Regions from separate parts of the Drosophila melanogaster genome. Here region 2 is linked to region 1. Evidence: chromatin contacts called from public Hi-C data. All regions are on one chromosome and are shown on one strand. The core of a region is the stretch at or near the end of the contact, and the rest is flanking DNA. Distances in the headings are between cores, read along the strand shown.

Region 1 (7,391 bases), core at 1,864-4,363:
AACATTAACACATCTGGCCAGATACAAAGTGCTTGAGCTTGGGCTTGGGTTTGGGTTTGGGTTTGGGCTTGTGTCGTCCGCCTGAGCGATTAACTTTTTGCATCCTTCACACTTGGCTGGGCGAGTTAACCCAGCGTCATCATCTTCATCATCTCCTATCCTGGAGCAAGGACATTGCCCACGCGCCGCTTGTTTGCATTTTTATTGCCACACGCTGCGGGGTTGCAGGATGTCGATTTTCAGCACGGCCGCCACGAAATTTTAATGAAATCGTCATCAATTAAAATTCGCTCTCTTCCATGTCCATGCCCCCAGACGCCAGTGACAAAGGCAATGACAATGACACGGCACAACACTCCAGTTTCACATTTGACTGCACTCAGAGAAATGAATTCTCTAAAAGAAACACAAATAGCTATAATGGATTGCCAAGGTCTTCCAAAGTCTTAAAGTATCTAAGATTCAAACAGATTACATTTCATAGATCAGTGAAAGATGCTTGCATCAGTTTTAACATAACTACCATAAGTTCTTATACTAAACTCTTTCTAAAGTCTCAATGATTTCTTCCTGTGCACTCCTTTGGGCTTGTTCCATCTTTTTACGACCGAGACGTCCATCCGGGCACTTCCACGAGCTTAGTCTCGGATTGCTTATAGGATTCTCCGGCGCATAACTCGCCATACTCGTGCCTGGGATCGTTCTCAGCTATAAAAATAATTTGTGGCCAAAAACTCCCCTTCCATTCAGCTTCAATCCCGATCTCGAATTCATCCAAAAGGGGTTTGGGTCGTACGGCTGCCGTCAATTTGTAGTCGTTTGCTTGTTTTTCCAGCCTCGCCCTAATGGCTTTTCATAAATTTTTATTGTTCTCAATATAAGTTTTTCATAGCTGCCCGCATGCAAATGTCCTTCGAGTGCTTCGAATTTGTGGGGAATTTGTCGGGCAATATGAAAACGAGTTTACGCCTTTCCAGAATGCTAAACAAATTGGGGAGAAAGGACGGTTCACTTTATAATTGTGAAGCAAATCGAATTTAAAGGTTTCGAAACGAATTTCCCAACAATTGTAAGCGGAATCTACACTAAATAATACATTTATTTCTAAATTAATGGGTATTAAGAAATGGATATGAATTTATTTCCGTTTTTTGTTTAGCAATAATTTCTAAACATTTTGTAAGTGTCTGGTACTAGTTTCTAAAAACAGAGAAGCAATTACAAATTTCAAGCAATTAGTTCTTTTGAAAACACTCAAACTTCTTGTCATCATAAATTTCTACGTTTTTCAAGTTTTTCTAGTTTTTGTTGTACTTAAAATATGAAAAAAACTTATTATATTTCAACCAATTTATTCGTCTCCAAAGAGCTCAGATTCATCCGCAACTAGAAACCAGAAATGCATTCGGAAAACTACAAACTCAATTAGATGGCCATAAATCTCCGGCAGAGTCAAGAACCCTCTAAATTTTGGTTGATAAAATGCCGAAATTATCACGGCCCAAGCACATGATATATGGGCATTCGGCTTGGCCGGTTTAACCCATTAGCCAGCCGGAAGATCGCTCAATTAGCGTTGCTCCTCGCTGCTGGTCAGTCCCAAGTCCCAAATCCCAAGTGGGTCACTCGAGGAAAGGATTTGCGAATCGGGTTTTTATTTGCCATTACCGAAAACCAAACTCCCTGGCCTCTTTGTTGGGCCAACAAAGTGACATAAATCTTGGCGAGCGCTGGCACAAACTCAACCGGAACTAAAGCAATGACGCAGCAGGAGCACCAGGACACATGTCGATGCGTTCTGCTCATCCATTTCGCTTGCTCCTCCTTGGCCAGCAGTCATAACGGGCGTGTGTGTAAAGCGAGTGTGCCAGTTCCGAGATTTATCGGCCCGAGGGGTGAGTCCATATCTGCACATCCTGCATCTTCTATCTGCGTATCGGTTTGGCAGGCCTCGAATCGCGGGACATCAATGCTCAATGCCCAATGCCCAATGCCGGATGCCCAGAACGACAGGCGTTCGATTGAAATTAATTGAATTTGCGCCCAAGCCACGAACTTGACTTCGTTTCAAGAAATTTCTCAAGCGCGCAGGGGCGGGCATTGTGCACAGAGAGAAATTTTTATATGAAGAATATAGTGTTTTATGTATGAAGGTTTTCTGAAAGTTCGCTTTAAAATGTTTCTCTTGAAATTTCCAATAATTAAATTCAAGTTTGATAGTAGCAAAAGGAATGTTTATCCCCCCCTTTGATAATTTTGCAACTTGTCTTTAATTACTTCTCATTTTTTAAGAGTGTTGCGAAAGAAGGACCGTGGACGCTTGTTTCCTGTTTATGCTCGAGATGTTTTGCAGCATAAATTACGCGTACACATATACCCATGTATTCGCGCATATGATATCCTTGACAAGTCGAGAAAGGAGAAGGGAAAAAAACAGGAACATTAAATTTATTTTTATTTCGCTGCCTTATAGGGAAAGCAACCCCAGTGAAAGGGCCCCCAAAGACGCGCGCTATGTGCGGTCCGTTGACTTTGGCGAAGTCATGAATTCGCTTGCTTATTTTTATGATTTTGGCTAGTTTTTGTTTTTCGGCCCTTAGATTGCTCGTCTATTTTCTGAGGGTTGTAAGTTGCACACTTGGTTGCCCTCCAATCGCCGAAATCAAAACGGAAACGATGATCGTCTCGGAGAAAATTCAGGAAAGCCAGACAAATTTATCAAGTTTGTGTGGGGGTGCGCTTTGGTGGGGCTTGTAACCTTCATTAATCATGTGGATATGTTGTTTTTATAGGATTCGACTACAAATCGCTTAATCTTTAAGCCTTGTTTTAGTTAGACTGCATTAGTTGGGGGTTTTATTTTAAATTTGGCGCTCATGCCTTTACATTTGGGGTGACCCTGCACTTAACAGTCTGCCATTGGCATAACAGCTCTGTGTGCAGACTACTTTTTGCTTGCCGTAGTAATTTCAAATATTATAGAAGTATAGGCAAACTATGATTAGAACTTGTAAATTTATATATTTTTTATTTATTTTGTAATTATGTGACCCAAACGCTAATTGGTTCCGATAGCCGCAATGACTTATCGATAGCTGCTTGACGCACGGTCACACTGTCTTAACTACGGAATATTTTGTAAAGTGTTAGTTTTATTTACTCGATTTTAGCTCTCTTTAAGCCCTTTTCGCCGTGTGTTTCTGTAAGTTAACCAATGTTTAAAACCCCAAGTGCACAAATCAGTTTAAAGCCCCTTTCCCGCGGCATGAAAACGCGTCAAACAAAGCCAGTGGAGATTCAGCTGCGGCCTGGCCAACAAGAACTCATTTCGATTCGTTCGCACATTTTGTTGTTGCCGCCTAGTGGGTGCTCCTCCGGGGTGGAGTCATCATCGTTATCCCTACCCCCAGTTGTTGGCGCCGACTGTCCGGATTTTGGTCTCTCCCACATGTCCCGCACATTTGTTTTTGTCGGTCACGCGAATTCCGCCCTTTTAACCAAGTTTCCAGTGTAACAACAAAAGGGGGCAAAAAAAGGGAACGCCCGCATTTGTATGTTTGTTCGTTTGTTTGCTTGTAAGCATCGTCTACGTTTTATGCTAATTAAAGTGCAACATTTTTTTTTTAGCCAAAGCTGCGAATATAATTCAATTAACGAGAGTCCAACTGCGACTGCCTCGCATTATCAGCACAGCAGTTGGTTTGGTTTGACGGCTTTATCTGAGCAGCTGGATGAGCGTGCAGAATAGCATGGTGTATATGTATATGGGGTACATTCCATACGCGATAAGATAACCCCCGGTTGCTGAAGAAGAAGAAGAAGAAGCGCCGGATTCGCGGGAGTTGGCAATTGCCTTCAATTCTCAAGTTAATTGTGGAGTTAGCTGTGCAACTGCAACCCTCAAAGATCCGAGACGAGGACCCACAAGACTCGTGCCTACATCCCGCTGTCAGTGGCATAGAGATTCACTCTTCCCGGGATCAGGCCCTCAATTGCGTCAATAATTGGACCTAATTGAAGTCAACAGGCTATTATTTTGCCTCCTTTGTTTATGCACGTTTTTGGAAACTGTTGTATTCAATTATTTCAACTGAGATTGAAATTTCTCATGTATTCTGTTTGTGTAAGAGTTTTAAATGCAGATACTTTCCTAAAAAGAGACTGGTCCTGTTTAGATTATAGTATCTATAGAGATTTGAACCCATAAAGATTACGTTAATATTGTTGATTGTTTAGAAGCATTCCTTTTGGGGAATAATCTAGTCCGTCAAAGAGTCATTGATATTATAGATAAGAAATGTTTGGGTCATATAACATCATCAAAACAAAACGTCATTACCAAAACATTTCAAAATACTAATACTTACAACGCTCCAATCGCTTGACTAGCTTAGCCCTTGAAAAGCAGGAGTAATGTCCATTTCTTAGAAAACCCCATGTGACTAAGCGCACTTCCTCTTCCAATTTCTCGCTTCCTCTCTGCTCACTTTTGAGAAGAAAGAAAGAGCCATAAGTTGGGCAACAAAAGATTAGTCACCACTGGCACGGGTCCATCACCTTGTGGCCACTACCTTCTCCTCCGCTGCCCCTTCATTTCACCGCCCTCCCTCTGGCTGGCACCTTTTGTTTTGTTTACATTTGCAGACGGCGATCAGGAGAATCGGAAGAATCAGAGAGGAGAGAAGCCTAGCAGCAGGTGGCTCTCTTCGCGGCTCTCCCATCTGTTGCTCATGCTGCTCACACTGCCCATGGAACCGAGCGAACCACTCGCTTCTATGGCCCGCTCATTCGAGTTTCGTCCGTCGTCGGTGCCAATTCGTTCGATTGTGCCGCGCCCGATATCGCTATTGAAATATATATATATATACATATATCTACCCATATATATGTATAGGCGATTCGTACATATATGAATATCGCATATCGTGCATATCGTTCAAGTTCAAATATCAAAAGAGTTTCCAGCCCAATTGTGGGAATTAAAGAAGGTATATACATGACGAGAGTGCGCGGTCATAAGTGTGTGACATATGGTGTTATTTTTATCCATTCCGAGTGGAATATGTGCCACAAAAAGGCAGTTCCATTGTGTAACTAAGTTCAAACGCCAAATGCACGTTGCGCCTGCGCGATGCGCGCCAAAAACCCATCGGAAAACCCTTTTCCCCATTTCGGATGTCGAGCGTTTTAGAAAACAAGCTGAAAATTACCTCATCGCGCTGCCGGCGCCAGCGTCGACGTCTGCCGTTTGATGTCTGCCCCTGACTACGCTGGTCCACAGAGAAAAAATTTGGATTATAATAGATCACTAGGCTATATCTTATGACGTGCTAGCGAAATCTTAGGACTAGTCAGATTAGCATAATTCGCTTTTCACGATGATGCTTTTTTTTGTATTTGTATATGGATATAAACCTGAGCAAAGGGTTCCATTCAACAACAATGTATAGTATTTGATTATGTAATCAAGAAGTACTGCATTATTTATATTACTGTTTATCAAAAAAATACTATATTATTCTCTGTGTACACAAACATATAGATATTTCATTCTATATTTCTTGCTTGCCTAGCAGCTGGCGGCTGGCCTCCCACTCCCCTCCTCCACAAATGCGATTTATCTTTAAGATACAACGTACGCTAAGATTTGTTTGGTATCTGTACGTAGATTTATTGTTTTTTTTTGTTACGCTCTTTCCTCGCTCTTCTCTTCACCGATTTAAATATCTCGCGTCTTTCGATGTTTTGTCATAATTTCTCTGGCTTTTGTCCTGTTTTCTACACATTTTTTGTCCGATTGTTTGGCAAATTTCGCCGTCGCTCCATTTTGTGGGCGTATTTTGTATATTATTTATCCATTATCTCGAAATGTCAATGCGCTCGTTTAAAGCTGTTGTTATTTTCAGTCTCTCTCACTTTTTCGAGCGTTTCGACCTTATTAGCAGTGGGCTTCGGTTTTGGAATGCCCGCCACATAAACACGCTTCGGAAACATAAAGAAATCGAGATCGGAGCTCATTTTCACTCCATGCTCCACTGTGTGGGCAGTGCATCGGCTCCACATCTACCAAATATTTCGGACGTAGACGTGGGGACGCTCAGCATCCGCCAAGATATTAGTACACTTCACAAATATTAATGCTCAAAGATCTAAATATCATTATCAAAACATTAAAATATGAGTTTCTTATTTGGAGAATGCATGTTACTTTGTTCTTCTGGAATTCTGTTTTCTACTGACCCATTGTCGTTCATAATAAATATTTCAACACTTTCATTTTCTCCTGATAAGATCTTTACTACATGTTAAAACACTCGAAGGAAAATAAGTATGAGAGTGTTCCAATTTCACCATCTTATCTGCAATTCGATTTCCTCCTCAAAACTCAACTCATGATATATGTACCTATTTCTAGGCAAGCTGATATCAGTAATGTCTTTATACTTCATTGTTTGTATATTTGTATCCGTACAATCCAATGATAATAATCCACATGTTTGGAATGTTGCTTAGACCTCGATTTACTATATATTTATAAGCTATTTATAGCAATTATCCAAAAAGTATTACCCGGAATTTGTTAAGTGATCCGCGTGCACATTCGGCTCGGCTGGAGCGGCAATTCATTGAGCAAACTGATTTGTAACTCGGTCACTGGTGGAAACACTGGTGGGCAGCAGCTTGTGTTGCCCATTTTGGGGCACGTTTCGATTGCCAGACAAGTGACTGCATTTTCCACTTGTATCTGTTGGATAGTTTTTTTTTTCATGGTTTTGCATACTTTTCGTTCGCCGTTTTATTAATTGAGCTGTATTCATTAATTCTTTGCTTTGCTTTGGGGCGAGACGAGTGCAAAGGTCTTCCACTGATCGCTGGCCATACAACTTTCGAATACGAGATTGATGTCCCGGGGATGTTTACGCAGCGAGGATTACTTCATAATTTCGGGACTAATTGAATTGGTTTTTTTGGGCAAGCGTGAGATGGGAACTTTTTGATTGCTTGGTAATGTGAAATGACACTAAAATAGGGCGTGAAAGTTAAAAGTGTAAAAATCGCTTATGAACCGTTCAATATTTATTCACCCATGTTACCTCTGTTATATATTTCGATTTTTCGCCCATTTGTTCGATTTACTTTTCAAGCTCAATTAAAATAAATTAAGCCACCCGTTCAACTCGTTACAATATCGAAAAAAAAACTACTGGCGGCAACCAGAAGAACAAAAGCAAAACGACCAGCGTAATAACAATTAAAAAATAAAAATAACAACTGGTGTGTGTGCTCTATTTTCTTAACGCCTCAGCATTTTCAATGGTTTTGTATTGCACTTGAGATACATGAATGCATACATGCTGAATATACATTGGCTATATATAGCTACACTGGGC
Region 2 (7,391 bases), core at 2,190-4,689, 1.3 Mb after region 1:
ACCGAGTACGAACCATCTAGAAATGTTCCATGCGATCTTTGGCTCGTTCAATTGCAACCAGTTTTGGCCCGGTTGAAGAGAGGCGAGGAAAACGAGATGGAAAACTGGCAACCAACTGGAGAACAAGACAGCAAAGCACAGCACAGCACACCACAAGTACAAACACAACCGGCTTTTAATTAATTACCTTTTTTGGCCAAACTATTTATTGTTGTTACAGAACTCTAAACAGCACAGAACTGAACTGAATTGAACTGAACAAAGTCGAGTCCATGTTAACTAGATATCTCTGTTCTGGGTCTTCAAGTTCAACGAAATCTGTATTGCGTGTGGTCCGCGGCGAATAGTGAGTAATAATTCCTCAGTTAAAATGTCATTGATATTCAAAGGGAGATCGATAGTGAGTCACACCCTCGTTATCATTCTAAATGAAATTTAGGTTATGCGCTAAACATTTTAATTAAGTGGAAAAGTATTACGCCAATTTTGGACGGACGTTTCGTGTAGAAATCGCAACGAGCAACAAAATGGAAATGGAAAGCCCCCACAACAATAGCAACAAAAGCGAAACTCCGTGTGTAATTGAAACTGAGCACGATGTGGAAGTATTATTATTAAGCATGCAAAGCATAATGAAGTGGAAATATGATACTTGGGAGAAGAATGCAGGGTGTACATACATATACATACATAGATATGTATAGCGCTTATAACGATATATAAATACGTACATATATCACGTTATAAAGCGGATGGGAAAGAAGCTGACTGTTGATGGGCAATAGAGGTGACACAGCAGCTAATGTGCTATAATGATGCGATAATCAATGATGATTATGGGAAATGAATAACTTTCATTCTTCAATCATTAGAAAACGTGATCGTGAGCCGTTTGAAATCGCATTTCTATATCTTTAGTAGAGTTTTTAAGAGGGAAAACTATAAATAAATAATAGTGAGTTCCCAATAATACTTCTATAAAACTAGAGAATATGGTTAAATTTCCTGCTCGATAGGTATTCCCGATCCATAACACAGCATTTTTTAACATTTTAGAGGCATTTTTGAATGGCAATTCCTTTAGATATGGTGTTGTGTAATAACTACTCAGGATTTTTAATGAGATCAGATATGTATCTTGGGAAGCTGTGGTCGATCCTTAACGGAATTTTTGCAGGTAAAGAGGGTAAACATGAACCACAAAGGCGAACGAATGAAATGGAGGTAAAAAGGTGACAGCTAATTTGCCATAACAACCCGATAATCGAAGGAAGTGCATAACTTTCGTTCTTCAATCAGCGCAGAAACGTGTTTTAATTCATTTTTAACCAATATTGTGCCATCTTCTTCGCAGAACCCAAAAGGGTTAAAGCAGCTGGAGAAAGAAGGGAATGTGGCAAAAGGAAGTGTCGAGAGGAGAGGAGGGTGCGAAGAGAAGATCCCGACAAAGACAGAGGCGCATGCGAAAACAATTGAAGCGTGCAAAAAGCAGTTGAAGAGGGGAAGACACGGAAAAAAAGAAGAGCAACTGAAAAAAGCAAGAGTTTTATGGCCGGAGAAAAAGAACACAAAACCGCAACACACGAAGGGAAACTCTGGGCGCTGGGAAACGGAAATCAAAAGCGGCAAGGCAACAATGTTGTTGCAGCTTTGCATATAATTTATGTTGAAAAAGCATAGCAAAAGCTGCTTATGAGTTGCGAGATTGAAAATGTGAGAAGCAGAAGAGGTAAAAATAAATGCGTGTGCAGGTGTGAAAATGAGATCACGGGAACTTTTGAACCCCCCCCCCCCCTCCCCGCACAGTACACACAGCCAGTGGTTATTCATAATTCTGTTTTACTTTTTATGTTTCAACAGGAAATGTAAAACCACCAAAAAACAACCGCAAGTTTATTTTTCGTCTATCTCTTGCAGTCTGCTTCGCTCTCGCTTCAGAATGAAGTGGATGGCAGAATGGAGAGGAAAAGTGAGAGAGCGTCATTCATTCATTTGACCTCTTGCCAATATATAGTAGGCCATTAATCGATGCTCTTTTCGCTTGTTGCTTTTGATAATCATTCATAAAACAGACACCTTCGTATTGAGAAAAGTACACCGAATTCGAAAATTCCATTCATAAAAAAACCCACACATTGTTGCTGGGATCTCTCTGCCGCTTGTGTGTGTGCGTTTGTCGCGTGTGTGTGAGCATGCGCTGGAGCGTCTCACAGACACATGCTTGATTTCCGATTCATTCACAAAAAGGGGCGCATTCAAAACTGCGGGGGGTGTGCTGGGCGATGAAGGAGGAAGAGCGGTTCTGGGGGTGGGTCAAGAAGCGAATGCCGTAACATTCAGCCTGGTCATCCATTACTTCTCAAACGGCAGCAACAACAAATGTATTGCACTGCTGCTGCACGAAAAAAAAACACACACACACAGGGAAAAAGGCAACAGAAACACACACGCACAGAGCAACACGCGAGTCAGAGCGGGACAGCATGCTTATACACTTGAACGCAATATGCATTTCTAGAACAAAAACACATTTGTTTTCTCAATTAATCGACTTTCTTTGCCTCAACTCGCACAAATTTCGGTTTGCCATTAGATTACACAACATTTTGGAAAACTTTTAGACATATTCTCCCGATTCTATGTTGTTTTCTGCTTGGAAGAGGCTCCGCGGGGCAAACGGCGACGCTGTCAAAATTCCAGCACACTTTGGAACATAAAAAACGCACGTTGCTGCGCGTATTTCACTCAACGTTCATGCCACGCATGTTCTTCGACATATTTTTGATGTTTTTGAACGATTTCGCACTCGATTTACATACCAATTTTCACTTTTAATTGCTCTTCAATGCGCACTTCGCGTGTATCGGCCATTTTGTTGTTGTTGCTGCTTGGCTCGACGGCGACGGGCGAGTTAATATTATTGTCGTCTCGCTCGTCGAACATATAGCGCTTCTTCTTCAGCAGCATTGTGCGCTTAAAGCAGCCAGCTTTTTGTCAGCTACCCACTGGGGAACTTGCAACACGCGATTGGAAATTTATCTAACTCCTTCACTCGATCTTCACGAAACTTTAATAACTCGAAATTATTTGTTTTTCTTTAACAGGTTTATTAGCCGGCTATTTGCATTTGAATTTCATCACTCGCTGCAGCGTTGCATTGTGCATTGAGCTGGTGTGACGGGAATATGAGTCGATTTGCCGCTCACGAAATGCACTTTCCCTGTTGCTTCAGGGCTCGACTGATTTTAGTATTTCGTTTTAACTACAAACTGTTTTTTGCACGCACTAGCAGACGTGGGATTATATTATCGAAGTATGGAAAGTAATTCGGTTGCTTGAATCAGAATCGCAAAAACTTGGTTCTCCGAGTTTATTTGCTTTGCGGGTTTACACGCATCCGCGAACAACCTTTCGAAGCGGAATCAGAACTAGAGTGACCGTAGCGAGACGGTTGTATGACTCCAACGAATTAGTGTGACCTTAGCACGGTGCCCCGAAAATACCACGGGAAACGCAAATGATTAATGTTTGCTTAATAATTTGTTTGAAGCAGATATGTTTTAAAATAATTTTTTTATTTTATTCAACAACGGCTTATGCTTATTAAGTTAAGCACAACAGTAAGGTTTTCATTAAAAATGTTTAAGTTTAATTTCGATATTTCACCAGTTCTGGCTATCGAATATATATCGTTAGCTCCAACAAACAGTTATATATTTTGTAATTTATTTAAAATTGATTATTATTAAACACTGAATTTTTGGTTTTTTTTATTTTAACTTGAGGTTTAATTGATGTTTTTATTAATTCCGATTGGTTTTTAGTTGCTTAACTTTGAAACACACTCCGAATTACGAACGTGTTGCAGGTCGGCCGAAATGGAACTGAATTAAAATTTCCAAGCGGCAAGTGTACACATGCACCTCCCAAAAATTTTGTGAATGAAAACGCACACACGCAGCAGCGGTCACCTACACTTAAACACACACACATGTTGCACCGGCGCCACCAACAGCGGAAACAACCGAAGATCGCCGGCAGAGAAAGTCGAGGCATATGCGACTTAAGAAGGGCGGTACAAAGCAATAAAAAACCCTGTTTTGTTTATGATCGATCGTTAAGGAATTATATCAGAAAGCAATGTTTATTTTTAAATTCAACCAGTTTAAGATTCATATCTATTCCAATAACCATGTATCAATAGCTAGTTATGCTTAGCAAAGTAAGTAAAAATCAAATGCCCGGCTGTTTATACCGTAGCGCACATTACGTGGGCGTTCTGGATCGCAGACAGTCCACAGGAACCCGAGGAACTACATAGTACACACATATGTACATTAAAAGTACACAAATATTCAGAAACAAGGCAGTGAAATGTGAAATTCACACGGCATCCGGACAGCAACGCCGCTTATGTTTTTCTTTACGCATATGTTGCTTCTGCTCCTTGCCTTGGAAACCACATGCATCACAACAACAACAAGAACAACAACTGGCAGGGAGAGATCAACAAGTGAGGCGGTGCATCTTATCACAACTGCCGCCAATAAGTGGAAGTGGTCGGGTCAACATTTCGGATGGTTGCTCGGCTGGGTTTCATTGTTTTCGTATGCCCTGCATTTGATCTAGTCACTTCAACTGCACTGAGCAAAATAATTGTATATAAAATAAATTATAATTGTAAATACTATAACACAGTTATAGTTTATAGTAATTGTAATAATTTAAAGAGACTTATCGAAAATTAACATTTCCCTTTAGTATATGCTTTTAAAGTGTATCATAATATTTGTTAAGAACGTTCACAATGCTATTTTCTGTGTAGCGTGCGTAACGACCATTTGAATATGTTGATCATTTCGCTCAACGAAACGTAACCGACGTGGGAAGAAGAGGAGACAGGGCTTTTCTTCTTTTTTTCCGTTTCCAGCTGTCCACTCGATTCCTCCTCCTCCTCCATTTGCCCCGCCCACAAAATTCGAAGCTAGGCGCAGATGTTATAAATATAGTATTTTGTGGCATTTCCATTCGTATGAATGGGTCTACGAGTTTCGGTTTCAGGTTTTTGGGCCTGTTTATAAACCCACTCCTCCCATATTTTCTCATATTTATGTCCGGAAAAGTGTTTTGGTCATTTGTCTAGCTTCCGTTATTATTTCGTTATGAATGAAAAACCCATTTGGACCGGGTTTTTTGATCTCCCTAATTTACAACATTTATTTAGTATTAACTCGATCTTGACGTCAATATGGGTTCGTAAACTTCGTTTACTATTTGCGTCGTGAACAAGTTTCTTAAAACGTTTAGTTTTTCTTATCCACCTCATGTTAATGTGAAGTTTACACATAAATACTCATAAAAGACCCCAATGTGGGTTTTCCTAATCGCACTTTGAATACATTTAAACGGCAAGAGGAAAAGGCTGTTAAATAGATTTATAGATGATTTTCAAGCTTCGATTTTTTTTGTTGAATTTATGGATTTTAAAATATATACCAATCAAGGGCAATTAGTATATCAAAACCGTTTGTCATAATGCATTAATAGACTTGGCAACACCAAACTTATGTTAAAATGAAGTTTCAAGTTGTATCTAAGTAGAAACGTTTTCAGTTTGATTTTCTGAAAAGGATTTTCTAGATTATTTGATTGTCAGATCCTCACCACAAACCAGATTCACTCAGAAGTCCTCTCAGTTATTTAGTTACAGATTTCGGCTTGATCTGCGGATTAAGTCAAATGGCCGTTTGGTTTTTCGTTTATTGTTCAGAGAGTGTTTACACGCATATGGTTTTTTTTTTTGTTATAGTATACAATAGACACTTAACGATTTCCAAGTAATGTAGTCATTTAGTTAAATGTAATGTAGCAAATTGTTAGGTGTCCTCTTGAGTTGCGATTGCATCATTATTACATAACTTGATTTCTTTTTGTTTTTGGCGCGCTAAACGTAAAGCTTAAAATGTAATCATGTTTGTTGATTGTTTGCATAAACAATAAGCCTTAAATGAAATACTTAATAAAAAGATCGCATAAAACAATGTGTGTTTTCTTTTGTGTGTGGGTGTGTATGTGTGTGCTTGTGTGTTTGAGAGCGTTGGTCGCATTTGGCAGCTTTGTGGGTTTAGGATCGGGCGCAGGATCTCAATCTCCTCCAGCTGCTTGTCACAATGCCAACTCCAGCTCAACGGCAGCCAAATTAGGAAACGATAAACAAACTGCAACGAAAAGAAAGCAGTTGATTAGTATCACTAGTCTGAAAAAATATTAAAACCAATATTCCGAACCATTTGACATATAATTAAGGTATTGTAAACATTATTGCTTCTAATCTTGTGAGTGACTAAGATCACAAATGCTTTGCGGAATGGCAAATGCGACGTCACATGCTTTATAGATAACGTTTTTAAAAACACAACTTGGGGTTTCATTATTTGTATTGCATATATGTATATTTGTATATATCTGTAGACTATTTGTTTTCATACTCACTTTTTTCTCAACTCATCGAACGCAATTTGGGCCAGCCTGCGGTCGGGTTACCCTGGCGTCCAGTTTACGTCCCGTCTACTTGTTGTTGATTGATAGCCGCTCGACACTGGCGAGCAGCTCATCGGCGGTCTGGGATACGACCTGCTCTTGGTCATCGCTGGTGCTCAGGTTCTGCAGTCGCTTCTCCAGCGCGGAGAGATCCTCCAGCTCGCGCTGCTGCTTTACCATGTAGCGTAAGATGAGCGTGGTCAGCATGCACATGTCCTCGAGGATTTTGGCCGTCTCCGGCGTAGGGTGATCGTAACGATTGCGCAGCAATCTTAGCTTGGCCTCGGCGAGCTCCAGCGGTGACTTGTTGCTGCGATCGTACATGTGGACACTGGCGCCGCCCTGGAGCAGCACACCCACCACAACGTTGAAGTTATTGGAGCTGGCCGAAATCACAGCCAGATGGAGTGGGGTATTCCCCAGCGAGTCGACTACATTTGGGTTCGCTCCGTACTTTAGTAGCTGCTGGACAATGGGTATGTAGCCACGACAGGCGGCCAGATGCAGGGGACTACGATTGTACTCGTCGGCGGCATTTGGATTGGCCCCACCCTCAAGGATGCGGTTGAGCAGCTCGATGTTGCAGGTGGAGGCGGCGGTGCGCAGTTTGCGGCCATTTGACTGGACGATTATGTTGCTGTAGCTGTAGGAGTGCTTTAGACGCTGCATTCGCGGCCGCATCTTGAAGCTTTTGCTACCCGAGGGCAGGGTGCTTGGATGAATCAGGCTGGGCAGATACTCGGCATTGGAGGCATTTGGATTCAGCGGCAGGGGCGGCAGATGCGGCAGGGCAAAGTGCTCGCCCCGATCTCTGCTCAGCTGGAATGATGCATTCGTGCTGGGGTTTGAAC

The links. Hi-C and Micro-C count contacts between places; a contact is called where the count stands out from the background.
Region 2: a Hi-C map of the Kc167 cell line shows a contact between it and region 1, with 2.1 times the contacts expected there. A contact is called at or near these places in 3 of 107 Hi-C or Micro-C datasets (the Kc167 cell line, the ML-DmBG3-c2 cell line and the S2 cell line).

What each region holds. Positions count from the first base shown.
Region 1 is chr3L:8,541,888-8,549,278 of dm6, forward strand. It overlaps rhea (rhea,), which reads left to right and starts at 3,114. Exons shown (of 17, transcript NM_001274658.1): 1 at 3,114-3,202.
Region 2 is chr3L:9,851,846-9,859,236 of dm6, forward strand. It overlaps RasGAP1 (Ras GTPase activating protein 1), which reads right to left and starts at 3,440. Exons shown (of 5, transcript NM_168382.2): 1 at 2,820-3,440. The coding sequence starts at 2,967. CG10809 reads right to left here. Exons shown (of 2, transcript NM_001169932.2): 1 at 6,493-7,391; 2 at 5,538-6,218. The coding sequence ends at 6,568.